Linked DNA regions of Columba livia: region 1 is linked to region 2. Evidence: chromatin contacts called from public Hi-C data. All regions are on one chromosome and are shown on one strand. The core of a region is the stretch at or near the end of the contact, and the rest is flanking DNA. Distances in the headings are between cores, read along the strand shown. Region 1 holds the start of RCN2 (reticulocalbin 2). Region 2 overlaps PSTPIP1 (proline-serine-threonine phosphatase interacting protein 1).

Evidence for each region. Hi-C and Micro-C count contacts between places; a contact is called where the count stands out from the background.
Region 1: a Hi-C map of liver shows a contact between it and region 2, with 3 times the contacts expected there. The contact joins the promoter of RCN2 here to the enhancer-like site in region 2. A contact is called at or near these places in 2 of 2 Hi-C or Micro-C datasets (crop and liver).

Annotation. Positions count from the first base shown.
Region 1 is chr11:18,383,827-18,390,836 of bColLiv1.pat.W.v2, reverse strand. RCN2 (reticulocalbin 2) reads left to right here and starts at 4,761. Exons shown (of 7, transcript XM_065076259.1): 1 at 4,761-4,938; 2 at 5,069-5,174. The coding sequence starts at 4,828. SCAPER (S-phase cyclin A associated protein in the ER) reads right to left here and starts at 1,660. Exons shown (of 32, transcript XM_065076208.1): 1 at 1,515-1,660.
Region 2 is chr11:18,338,024-18,344,231 of bColLiv1.pat.W.v2, reverse strand. The region is part of intron 3 of PSTPIP1 (proline-serine-threonine phosphatase interacting protein 1); the gene reads left to right. Among named protein-coding and RNA genes, the nearest start is that of PSTPIP1, 24 kb to the left of the region's middle. Within about 2 kb of position 3,576, at least 1 of the 3 cell types and tissues checked has an H3K27ac peak away from gene starts, as active enhancers do.

The DNA of each region.
Region 1 (7,010 bases), core at 3,512-6,011, 45 kb before region 2:
TATCCAAAAGTTAGACACTTCCAAACTAACAGAAATTAGGTAGCAGAACAAGACTAACTTTTAATCAGACCCAAAGTCAGATTTTGTTAGTCTTTATCATTAATGATAGTGCTTTAAGTAGGCTGCTCACTTGTTCTCATATGAGAACTCATATGAGTAAATAGTCAAAACCTCTATGAACAAACAGGCAGTTGTCAAGATTTGCACTTGTGTGTATGCTTCAAGGCAACCTACGGAGCTTAGGCAAACGGAAACATTCTGCAGCTGGTTGAGATTTTTAAAACAATAAACAATTGTATTTCAGCATCACCTCAGACATGGGGATAGACCCAGCATGACAAGTCTTCTCACTGAGGTATCTCAGAAAACTGTGCTTTTGCCCCCCCAAGTTAACTTGATCCGAATCTAAGTGGAATAAAAGCTCACTAAATTGACATATATATTCAAGAAAAAAAAAAAAAAAAAAAAGGCAGAGGGCCCAATTATCTTCCCAGTACTGCAGGGCACTTCAAAATAATTTAGAAACAAGAATCTGTATTTAGAAAAATATGTAGATAGGCAAACGCTACCCCTGAGTACACTGCAAGGCCTGCTGCACTGCCAGCTTTTGCTACAATGATTTTCTGACAGCAATCAGTTTAAACTGTAAACGTCATTAATAGTTTTTTAAAATGCAAACACTTATACACCTTACGGCCATTTTTAAGGGTTTACAGTGAGTTTCTCAGCGTGTGTACCTCTCCCCTCCTCACATACAACTTCCACAGCAGAACGGTGGACCCGTGTGTCTTACAGTGGCAGCGAGGTTTACACGCAGAGGAACACCTCCCTCAGACCGAGCCATTCCGAATTTCCTCACAGACTCTGCTCGGGCGGGAGCGACAGGGGACAGAGACACTTTTGGGGCGGGACGGGCCCTCCAGCGCGAGGCGCCCCGAGGTCCCTCAGCGGGGCGCGCGGCCGATGTACCTCACACGGCCGGACCCAGCCGGCACACACCGCTCCCGCTCGCCGCCACGGGCTTCCCGGTTGCCTGTAGCAACCCGCCTCACTTCCTCACCCGGCCCCGCGCAGCGCAAGGCCAGGCAGGGCCGCCGGGGCAGGCCGAGGGCCCAGAGCCGCCCGCAGGGGCAGTGCCGGGAGCTCCGCGGGGCGGAAGAGGGGCAGGGCTGGCCCGCCGCCATCTTGCCCCGCCGCCGCGCCCCACGCCGCCCGGCCGCCGCGCCCCTCCCCCGCGCCGGGCCGCGCGGAGCGGCCACTCACGCTCTCCGCCGCGCAGCGCCGTCCCGCCCGCGCGCGTCCCGCCGCGGTGACGTCATCGCATCCCGCCGCCAGCGGCCGAGCGACTGCCCGCCCGCCGCCGCGCGCTGCGCTCGGCCCCCCCCCGCGGCCCGGCCCCCCCCGCCCGCGCATGCGCCGCCCGCGCCGGTGAAGCCCGCGCCGGTGAAGCCCTCGCCCTCACCTCGCCCGCCCGCCTCCGCCGCAGGGCTGGAAGGGGCTCCCCGAGAACGTACCGGAGGCACCGGCGGCTCCCCGGTCTGCGCCAGGCCGTCTGTCGCTTGGCGCCGCCAATTCGGGTTTACCGGGCTGACGGAGCCGCTGAGGTGGTGGCGGTCGGTCCCTCGGCATTGAGCCCTTTCCTCAGCAGTGGCGAGCTGGAAAAGGGAAAAAATCAAATATGTGCGGGCTAATAAATAATTATGCCCAATACATTGAGTGTATGTGCAGGCAGACAGCAAACCAGGAGCTAATCCCGGGTGTAACACCGGTGAGGGTGAGCTGGTACGTGTCCAGCCCAGCCCTGTGCTTGGAGAAGGACAGGGCTCTTGCAGACAGGACCCCTTGTGGGTTCAGGGGCCTCGAAAACTTGTCCTGTTAGGAAATGTTGGGCAGGCTGAGGCTTTTTAGCCAAAAGAGAAGACACAAGGGGATGTGGTAGGAGTTTCCAAGCATGTAAAAGCATGGCTGTGAAGAGAAAAGAATAATCCATTTCCCCCACTGTGACAGGAATACAAAGAGTAAGAGACCTAAACTGTAACCAGCACAATTTAGGCTGCCATCTCTAACATATTAAAAATAATACAAGGTATGGAATAGGTGACTTGGGACATCATGCACGCTTTGGTTGAAGTCTCCAGGAACAGCAGCACAAACATCTCCCAGAAATGACACTTGGCTGGTTGGGAGCAGAGAGCTGAGCCAGGCGAAGGTCTCATCCAAACCCTTTATGCTGTCACTGGTCGGTAACGAGCTTGTTTATTATTTATCAGGCAGGTGTCTGAGTTTCCACAACTGCCTCTTTGGCCTGTGGCTGACCTGAGCACTGTGGTACTGGGCCTTGCAGCAAATCCTCCTGTTCTGGTTCAATGCCAAATCAGACACCACATCGGAATAGTATCATTTTATAACCTATTTCATCAGATATTAATAGCTGCACTAAATGCAAAAAAAGTAGAAAAACAGGTCTGTAATGTCTGCAGAGTAAAATATTGCAGGACGCTTTGTGCAAGGCTTACGAAACAATTAACTAGAACACTTACAAAGTCATTTTTGGGTACTACTAAGCAAATTACTGCCATTTTGAAATCCAGTCACAAGGTATTTGAACCTGATTATAAGTAAATTGTCGCTCCTTTGTTTTTCCCCTTACTCAAATGTAGAAATGTCAAAAAAATATAGTAACCACCAGACGGATAACTCCACTTGCTAGAAAGAACTGTTAACAAACTGCTGTTTGTGTTGCTGGACAAATGCTCTCATGCCGACAGTTGAACAGGAACAGATCTACATTTGCAACATCTCATAGAGGAGTTGTGTTGAACACAACCTTCTAACATTGATTCCTTTGCGACTGAAAGAACAGCTCCAAACAGATTTGTGAAAGACTGTATGCAATTTGGCTTGAGGTGTGGTGGGATTTTTCGGAAAAGTCAGAAAGTTCAGCGCATAAAAAACTTTTTGTGTGGCATGACTTGCATTCTGGTTTTAAAAATAGCTTTGCTGATTCTTCTTACTTACAAGTTGCAACAGTGATGCATTTACTGTGTGCTCGGTTAAATATATCTAGGTAATGTGAGAGCCTCTCTCTCTTTTTTTTGCTTTTCTTGCATCCATACCAGAATGATCTTGAATGTTATTACATGACTGATTAACTGTGTGCGGGGAAGTGTCTGGATTGTATTTTGACACAGCTAAGTACCGAGAGAAGAATATTATTTCCTGTGCTGTCCCTCTTGGTGAGCTTCAGATTTTTTTCTTAATATATAGGATACAATGACTTGCTTTAAAGCTCCAGTTATTTGTATTTCCTCCTCCTATCTTCAGTCATCTTGGCGTATGAAGATATTGTTCATAAACTTGCTCTTCACATAACTACGTTGAATTTGTTATTTGGTGGCTATTACAGTTGTTTAGGCACTGAAATGTATAATCTGATACACTTGTCAACCCTTGAGATATACAGCAAAGAGGATATTTTGGTGTTCGTAATGCATTAGACAAAGAAGACAAAGTATCTTCAGTACTGTTTCACAAACCAGTCAAATATTATTTCTGTTTTGATTGCTTATAGGTTTTGCCTTGTCTACACATGCCACAAGGAGTATGACTTAATTCACATTTTGTATATGTGATTTATATAAATACTGATGGGAAATTTGACATTTAAACCAATAAAAGATATTGGACTTAACTCACTATTAGATTTTTTAATAGAAAGACATTTCTTATATGGGCAGGAAATTGAAATAACACGTTTACTGATTTATTGCAATATTTTACTCTCAGATCTTCAAGATGAACTGTCGTAGTGCTTCACAGTTAATAGAACTGGAGGTTAACCGGGGAGCAGGACATCGCTGTCACCACGGAAGAGACAGGACAGCGCAGCAGACAACCTCCATTAATTGAGGGCTCTGCTTAATCCTGGCAACAACTGCGTTTCTGGAAATCCAGGTAGGTTAATCTCACTTCAGTTCCAGAAGTACACTAATATTGAAAGGAGAAATAACAGATCTAACAATGGCCTTACATAAATCTCAGTTAATCCAGTAAGAACGATTGACCTCAGTGGGCTTGGGATCAGAGCAATCCCCATTTCATGTGACAGCTCTTAGAAATGGTATTCCTGGAGAGGCCCCCTGCCCATGCACTCAATGTATTTTTAGTTCGTCTGCACGGTCATTGAAGTTAAATTTATTTTACAGCTTTTTTTTCTATTATCTGTGTTGAAAAGCTATGAAAGTTTGTATCACTCCGCCTTATTGGGTTATTTATAAAGCATTGATTCCCTTTGTGTTAGAAGCAGTATTTATGAGTTAGATCCTCAAGCAAAACATTTGTCCCTTTTTAATATAGAATGTTCATACTGCTTGTTTCCCGATGACCTTCTTGTCTGGAGTTCTGGTAGCAGTTCAGTCTGCCAGGCTTCACTGATGCTTCAAAGTTGGAAACTTATCTATACGTCTTGATAGTAGTTTGTACCTTGCACTGGGCAAGAGAGGATAAACTTTCTGTCGCTAACGAGCTGTACGTTCCCGCTGGGAGCGTTTCGCACAGCAGCCGCTGGGACGGGCTGTACCCGGAGGGGTCGGGCTGTACCCCGAGAGAACGGGCTGTACCCCAGGGGGACGGGCTGTGCCCCGAGAGGGCCGGCTGTGCCCCGACAGGACCGGCTGTGTCCCGACAGGACCGAGAGCCGCGGCGAGGGTCGCGGGTCCGACTCCCCGCACAGGCGGCGCTCCCGGCCCCCGCCGCGGCCCGGCCCGCCCTCCGCGGCCCCTGTCCCCGCCCCTCGCCGCCGGCCCGCTCCCCTGCTCGGCGGGCGAGATGCGGCGGCGGCCGGCGCTGCTGGCGCTGGGCCTGGTCCTGGCGGCGCTGGGCGCGGCGCACGGACAGCACCGCGCCGACTACGACCGGGAGGCGCTGCTCGGCGGACAGGTCGGGGGACGCGGGCGGGAGCGGCCCGAGCGCCGCTTGCCGCCGTTGGGGCCGCGGGACGGGCGCTGCGCCCCGCCGGGCCGGGCAGGGCTGAGGCGGGCGGGCTGACGCGCGGTTCCCTGTGCCGCAGGAGGAGGCGGAGGAGTACGCGCGGCTCAGCCCGGAAGAGCAGCAGCGGCGGCTGCGGGCCATTGTGAGGAAGATCGACTCGGACGGGGACGGTCTGCTCAGCAAGGGTAACGGCGGGCGGCACCAGGGGCTGCGAGCCCGGGGCCGGGCTGGGACACGCGTGGGGGTCAGGCGGGCGGGGGCTTTGGCCGAGTCCTGGGTCGGGCCCGACGCCCTCGGAGAAGGCAAAGATCCACGCTCCCAGTGACACAGCCGCTCGCTTAGTGGTGAACCTGCATGAAAGACATAACGACCCTGTTTCACAGCACGTCAGAAGTACCAGCAGAGTTTAGATAGGATGGCTTAGTCCCTCAGATTTCTGTTGTATGTGATGAAAGAAGTGAGGGCCAACAAGAGCACACGGGAGTGAGTCACACAGGTAAGAAAGCAACACCCATAAATACAGCTTTGCACTTACACTACAAATGTGCAAGGAGTCAGTTTGAACCAAGTGGATTTCTGAGTTTGAAATCCTGTGCAACTCAGAGAGCAAGTTTAAGAAGCAAAGAAAGTACTGCAGCCATTAGATCACATACATGCGCTTCAATACCTGGAGACACTAAGGGACCGTGTATTCCTTTAATTACAATATAGTATCAAATGTCTCCTCCCAGACAGGTTTTTATCAGTCAAACCAGTGAACTCCACAGTAAACTAAGGCCCTTTCAGTACATCATCATGACACTTGTTAATTCAAGTTTAAACTCATTATGACAGTATATTATTGTTTTGCTGTGATTTTGACAAAAAAATCAGAAGTCTCTCGCACACTCACAGAGCAACTAGAATCTTTGTTCAAGCACCAGAACAGTGACACGTCATTGACATGAAATTAAACATGCATGAAGCTGTCTAGGTGAGGGAACAAAATATGCTTTTAAAGACAAGATCAACTATATCTGTTGAATGTCTTTCAATTTATATGCTGAAACTAGTCAACTGCACGCTTATTTCAGTGTTCCTGTGTAGAGGTGAGGCAATATAAAGCTTTGGCAGGATGGCTTGTCCCTGTAGTAAGCAACAGGCAGTTCACAACACAAAGGTCTGTTTTAACGTGCAGAAATTCCACCCCTACTCATGGTACATATTGCATCTGGTTCTCAGTCTAATGGAAGCTCGCCTTCCCCTCACTTCCCAAAGGAAAACTCACAGTGGAATGTGTTTCTATGCTAAAGCTGATGGTATCGAAGCTCTTTCAGCTCAGTTATTTCTCAGTATGTTGCAAAACACTCTTTGAGAACTTTTTCCTTATTAATGGCACCCCCATTTGGAGTCTAACAGTGAGAGAAGATACGATGTATTAATACCACTTTTCTAATATCAGACCATTAAGTATGTCTGATGAATGACGCGGGACATTATGTACTCAGATGGCTGTGCCTTGTGCCTTAAACGCTGGGAAATAAACTACACTATAAATCTTATGTTACCCAATCTTTAAAAAATCACGCTGCACTTTCTTGTAAGGCAATGCTGGGTTTGTGCACAAGGCTGGGTGGTTACAACACATGGCACACACGCCTCCTCATGTTCAGTCAATTCACAGAATGTTATAAAGTTGGTTCCTTTCATAATACAAATTCAGTATTCAAAATATATTTTTAAAAATCTCTCGCTGCTTTTCAATGATATTTAAATTAACCTATTAAAGTTGTATTGACTCTTCTGCCAAGAAGGACAGAATAAGATACTTCAGTATTTTTAAATGCTATAAGATTTTCTCTACGCTAAAGCAGTAATTTCTGTAGGATTATTAGTCATCATGACTCTTCAGAGCAGGATTTCAATTGAGTTGATTTAGCTACATAATTTTGCAATGCAGAGGAATGGCTTCCCCTTCCAGGCACCAGAAAATAACTGGAAGATACTGAGAGAATATGTTCTCCCAATCTTCCATAAATGAA
Region 2 (6,208 bases), core at 2,327-4,826:
ATCCCAAGGGAAAAGTAGACAACAGGGCATAGATCAGAATATTTTTGCCTAAACAATCTTCTAGCCTTAAGCAATTGGTGGTTCAAGGGCTGCCACAACAGCAGCAGCTTTATATGTAACAGCCCCCAGTGGAGCTTTGTTGTGGCTTTTTCTTATTTGAAACCCCAAAGCATTTTAGCGGCCACTGCTCCTCGGAGGTGCAGCCCTGGCGCTCACCTATCGTGAGTCAGGGCTAAAGTGCCTTTCAAAAACCTTCATTCCTCCCTTGTACTAATTTTAAAGCCTTGTTATGCCACTTTTTAAAATTATGAAAATTAATATCTGAATAACAATTTCATAGCCTCTAATCATAGAAGAAATTATGAAAAAGATTATTACAAAGCTACAGCCATGTATTCTTGGCAAATGCCAGTTTATACCAATATCCAGTGGGGGGGAGGCAACTACATATTATGAAGTTTAAACTGCTGTATAGTTTTGTACTCTCCACGTTCTGCGTTGCACACATGGGAGAGGATGCACAGAAACTGGGGATTTTTAGCTGAGTTACAAGCCAAGATCAAGTTTGCAAGAGTTTGCCACTGGCACACGTAGTAACGATGTCTCAACACACCACAGGTGATTCTCAGCAGCGCTCTTGCCTTTACAAGAAAACACCTTTCGGGCTGCAAGGTGACTGGGAATTTCCTTGCAGTAGCTTTGGGCAGCTCTTCAGCAGAACAACATGAAAACAGAACATACTACAGAGCCCAGTTTGCAGATACATCCTGAGCTTCAGCTGAAATAGAGCCACTGGGAACTCTGTTCTTTTGTAAAATAACTGACGTAAACATGCAGTAACTGGTTAAATTCTGCCTAGTCTGACAACAGCTATTTTTGTCATTTGCTCTGCTTGTCTCTTCTCATGTATATGATTTCCTACATTTTGCTTCCCCCTTTTCCACTACCATCTCCTTCAGACCGCGGGAAAGGGTAGTTCCTTCAAGCCCATGTCTGCTCTGCCCTTCTCTGCAATGCCTGAAATAGAAAATCTCAGTGAGCGTGAGGTGAGGGCATCTGTAACGAAATGCCAATTGCTGCTTCCTGTGTATAAATATAGCGCATCTGTCACATAATATACAGAATCCTCTGTATTATTCACACAAAGCAGGCATTTTTGAACTGAATCTAAAAGTCATTTTGGAAGGTCACATCCTTCCATGCTTTGTTATTTTCCATCAAAAATGTTCTGAACCCGCACAGAGTTTTACACACTGGAACTTTGAACTTTCAGGACTCTGTGAAAATGGACCCAGGCACATACTCTGAAAAACCTAAGTCTCTGCTCAGGTCTTGTGAAACCCAACCTCGGGGAGCTCTCTGGTGAGGAGGATAGGCATTTTTGAGCAGGGCCGCTCTCTTTACAAGACAACATGAAGAAATTTAGTTTTATGTTAAAGGTTAAAACACTTTAATTGCTTAATCTTTTGATTTGAATGGCATAGGTCATTTTGGAGTCACAAGGGATTTAATCTGCACAGTGCAGCCTCCAATAAGAGCTTGTGCCAGCTAGTGCCTTGCTATCACTGACCTGTAGACAGACAGAAACTGGAGCTCTCCTGCTCAGAGCAAGGGTGCTGCTCACACCCGTTCTCTGCCACAGGTGCTTTAGACACCACAGCACAGCTGGGACCTGTACAGAGATCTTTCCAGCTACACTGAGTGTTTTTGCCTTTCTGTTTATCGCTCCTCTGAGAACAGGTAGAAAACATCCCTTCAAAATTAATTCTTCAATGTCTTCATCGCATCCGCACTAAGCAACGTTAGACATGATTCTCATGTGAAATACTCTATGTGCCCGGCCCAGGACTTGGTAGTGACTTAGTTACCACCCTGTTAAAAGAGCACAACATCTCCCCCATTTTTCTTTCTTTGCAATGCAGACAGAGTCCCAGTTGCAAATTATTTTAGATCAGATGCTTCTGAACTTGTTTTCCCCACACTTTGCTACCACCACTGGGCATCACAGAAAGAGATGTTGGTAAAACCACATTGGGTCTTCCCTGTGTGGTAGGAGGATAGACAGCTGTTGACCATGGAGACTGGTGTTGGTTTGGTTTCATAACCATGTCATCAGGATTTCAGGTGGCAGAGGGTGAACAGGACTTCTGGAAAGCAGTCTGTGGAGTTCATCTGGCAGAGACTCCTCTCAACTTCAGAAAGAATATGTAAAAAAAACTACAGTAAGAACAGAATGTTGTAGATCATATTGATGTTAAAATGGAAACCTACCAGAAAGGAAGGTGGGGTTGTTTCACAATTCTATTCACCAAGTAAAGGTAGAAAAGAAAAAGAGCTGTGGTTTTCCGGTTAGAAGAGCCTGTTCTACCTTCCTGTGTACAAAATATAAAGGGATTCTCTGAATTACTCAGTTAAACCAGCCTCTAAAGGCAAAGTCGTAAAAGGGCCCAAACCATCAAGCCTACAGTTGCAAAAAGTCCCCCAAAAAAACAACCAACAAAACAACCAAAAAACAAACACAAAAAACCCAAACTGGTACAACAGTGTGCATAGTGGGTGTACCTGTAACTTCAGCACTGCTGCTGACAGAGCTCTGCCCATTACATCTCTGGTGCCATAAAATTCAGCTTTTGATAACTGTGAAGCAGAAGGTACCAGAGCCTTGTCTACAGCACATTTCCTGGTGATCCTTATGTCATGTAGGACTGCCCAGCGCAGCCTGCTCGCTGGCAACAACCCAGTTCTCTAGCAAAAACAAGGTCCAACACTGAAGAGAGAGAAGGCAAATACAGAGAGCAGCTAGGGCGAGTTCACTAACTGTAAGAGAATTTTTCACAACGAGTAAAATGGATTTATGGTCAGATCCAGCAGTTCTCCACCACTCCTCATACCTGTGCCACGACGATGGGTGAGTGCAAAACTCCGCTCAAATACAGGATGCATTTTGTGCCTTGAAAGCAGGGGACAGGTTCTGCTGGGAGAAAAATCAAACCAGGCTCTGAAATGATGCATTCTGTAAATGCCCTGTGTCGTGGTTGAGACGGACAGACGACATGGACCAAGTTCCTTCAAGACTGAAGTAATAGAGTGCCATTTATTGCTACAAGTGCATTTTTATACAATTCTACCAGTTCATGTATCTTTTCACTATTGGTTACAAGTTACAGCACTAACACCTTATTGGTTAATTTTGCTATCATCCATGTTATTCTTTTATCTCCTTCTCTCTCACGGGTACCTCTCTCCTCTCTCACGGGTACAACTCCATACCTCCGGATACTCCTTTACTCCCATCCTTCTCAAGGGTAAATCTTAATATCTTCAAGGCTGATCTCTACTCCCATATTTTCTGTCAAGGATTCCACAGACCCGCTGCAGTTTCCCACAACCCTGTTAGGGGAGAGCCACGGGGACTAGTGGTCAGTGCCCTAGAGACACAGGGTTGCCTTTCCAGCTTTGGTGTACTGAGTAAATTCACTTGGGAAAGTATTTTGCAATCTACGGAGTACGAACGCTGAACAACGGGTGAGCTTTACTGTAATGAGCCTCTCCCCTTGGTTCCTCTGTTCCTCTATAAGCTCTGCTAGTCTCCTTCTCCTCCTCCACTTGAAAAAACAAACACTGAAACGTGCATGTTTTACAAAAGCAGCTCAATTCTGCCGTAGCAGGAGACTACAGCAAATGAAGGCAGAAGCCAGGGCCGGTATCCCAGAAAACTGTAAGAATATTTTAGCCACTAGATGGCAAAAATCACCAAAAGTTGCAGCAAAGGGGCTGTTGCACTGGCTCTATCCGGTCGCTGTTACTCTGGATTCAGAGTCAATCCTGTTTCCACTAGAAATTAATTTTGACAAATCCAATCTTTAAATGTCCAAGGGGGAGTCATTTAACCAACGTGCACAGCAAATTTGTGTCCAACCCTGTTTTCAGTGAGTCATCTGCAGGAGGCTCCACGCAGGGATGCCCGAAGGGAAGGCTGGTGTTCCGTCTTTAGCTGGAGTGGCTGAACAGTCTTCCAGAACTGACATGGAAATGTCCGCAGCGAGCAATTAAAACAAAACAAAAAACCAAACAAACGCAAATGGCAAATTTTCAGTTTTGCCTGAACTATTTTCAAACCCAGGTTTTCTAATGTGGCCACACAATAAACAAAAATAATTACTTCCACAATGCTAAGCAGCATAATGTACTGAGCGGATAAAACACTCTTTTAAAGTGTCCATCAGAGTGAGATGTCCTCAATTTGGATGCTTCAGAATAAAGCCTTTATCAATGCTATTAGAAAGTCACACCCCCCCAGAGCAAATAGGTAAGAGGTACTCAACATGCAAACCAGCCCAGATAAAATTAAAACCCACTTGTATGTCTCCTACATGTTGCTTCCATTAAGCCCTCCAAAGCACTGAAATGATATATCACACCGATATAATCAGAGCATCTCGCAGCAACGAGGTGCTAATCTACAGCGCTGCTGCCACAGCCCAGAAGTCATAAAGGAATAGCGGCTGGATCCATGGGGCAAAATCTGATTTATTTACTCTCTCCCACACAAAACTTTGCACAGTGACATATTTGCTGCTCCCTTAAGCCCCATAAGAATGAGATCTGATTCACTGATTTTAGAAAATTCTTACAAAAAGAAGGAAGGAAATGTCTTAAGTATATTCCAGTTCACTTATGGACTGTGGCCTTGCCCCAGTCAGCTGCGAGGGAACTGGCTGGACAAACCTTTCACAGAGGAGCAAAAGGCCAGAGCTTTCTGAAAAGGCCATTAGAGACCAGGCAGGGGGCAAATGAGCTGCTCTCCAGCTCGGAGCCGGATGCATTATTATACCAGCAGATACCCTCGCCCTTACAGAGAGCCAGCAAAGAGAAGAAAAGCTTCACATATGATCATGAATTACACTGGTAGCTCAGATGCCTGGAAACAAGCAAAAAAACCCAGTAAATTGCCTTTGTCCTTGGTATGTACTGAGAAAGTGATATTTTTCATCATAACAATTTTGCCAGTCTTTGTATAACCTGAATCACCAAAGGAAAAAATGTCTGGGAACAACAGATCAACACAGCATGCAAACAGTATGTGCAGGCTGCAAGTGCCCTCTATTTTTTACACTCCAGTATTTACCTATTTCAGACATGAATTTGTTAGCACATTCCCCACGTCCTATTGGAAAATCTACTCTGAAAAAGCAAATTTTATTCCTTGTATAGACTTAATCTTTCAAAATGATCCATTAGAGCTTTTAGGTGAGAAGAAAGATATCTCCGCTGCTGATATTCAACTTGTCTTCTAATTTCACGCTTGTAATTAACTTAGCTGGAAAGAATGCTGTTCGTTTCCTTTGTGTTGTGAAAATATCGTTTCCATCAAAATTTCAGGCCAGACACATTTTTTTTTGCAAAATGAACCTTCAAAATTATAGGACCCTCAAAGTATTATTAATACTTCAAAGTGTTATTAGGACAAAACTGAAAAATAATCTAGCATGTTTTCCGTGACTTATCTCAGGAGATTCAGCACAACAGATCTAGCTGAAAGCTGAAAGGACTGAACAGTTTGCTCAGTACTCATCTCTTCTGGCTGAAAGTATTTTCCTTCTATTTCTACCAATTTAGATTTGGAAGCGGGTTGCCAGGCAGTTATTGCTGAGGACAGGCCTGGCCCTTCCCCTGGCCTGCGCATTTTTCTTATGCCTGGCAAGGCAGCCTTGCTACTGGGAGAGCAAGCTTGGATTAGGAAACAGATGTCCAGCCTAAATTAACACAGGGCAATCAGGATCCTTCATGTGTCTCTTCAGACTCCTGAAATGGCCCAAGAGAAACTGGATTTCCCTACCCATCTGCAGCTGCACATGGCTGGGAAGTGATGTGCATCCTCTTCTGGGCTCTCCCAGTAGTCAGGCTTCAGCCAGGGAGATTTTAGGGTCTTCATTAACAGGTTTTTCTCCTGGGCTGCTGCCTGGGCTCCACGGAGATCCCAGAACTGGCTCCTTCAGGGAACACCACGCTCTGGCTCTTGAATAGATGATTTCTGAATCTGAAAAACCTCCAAATCACACCACAGCCTTGGCTTCTGCATATACAAATGCACTGCCAGCTTGAGAACTGGGAGCTAAAGCAAATTAAGTGGAAAATGCTTCTTACAGACTACGCTCTTTCCTCTCCCATTGCCTCTATACTGGTATCTCTGTTGCTTTCTTAGGAT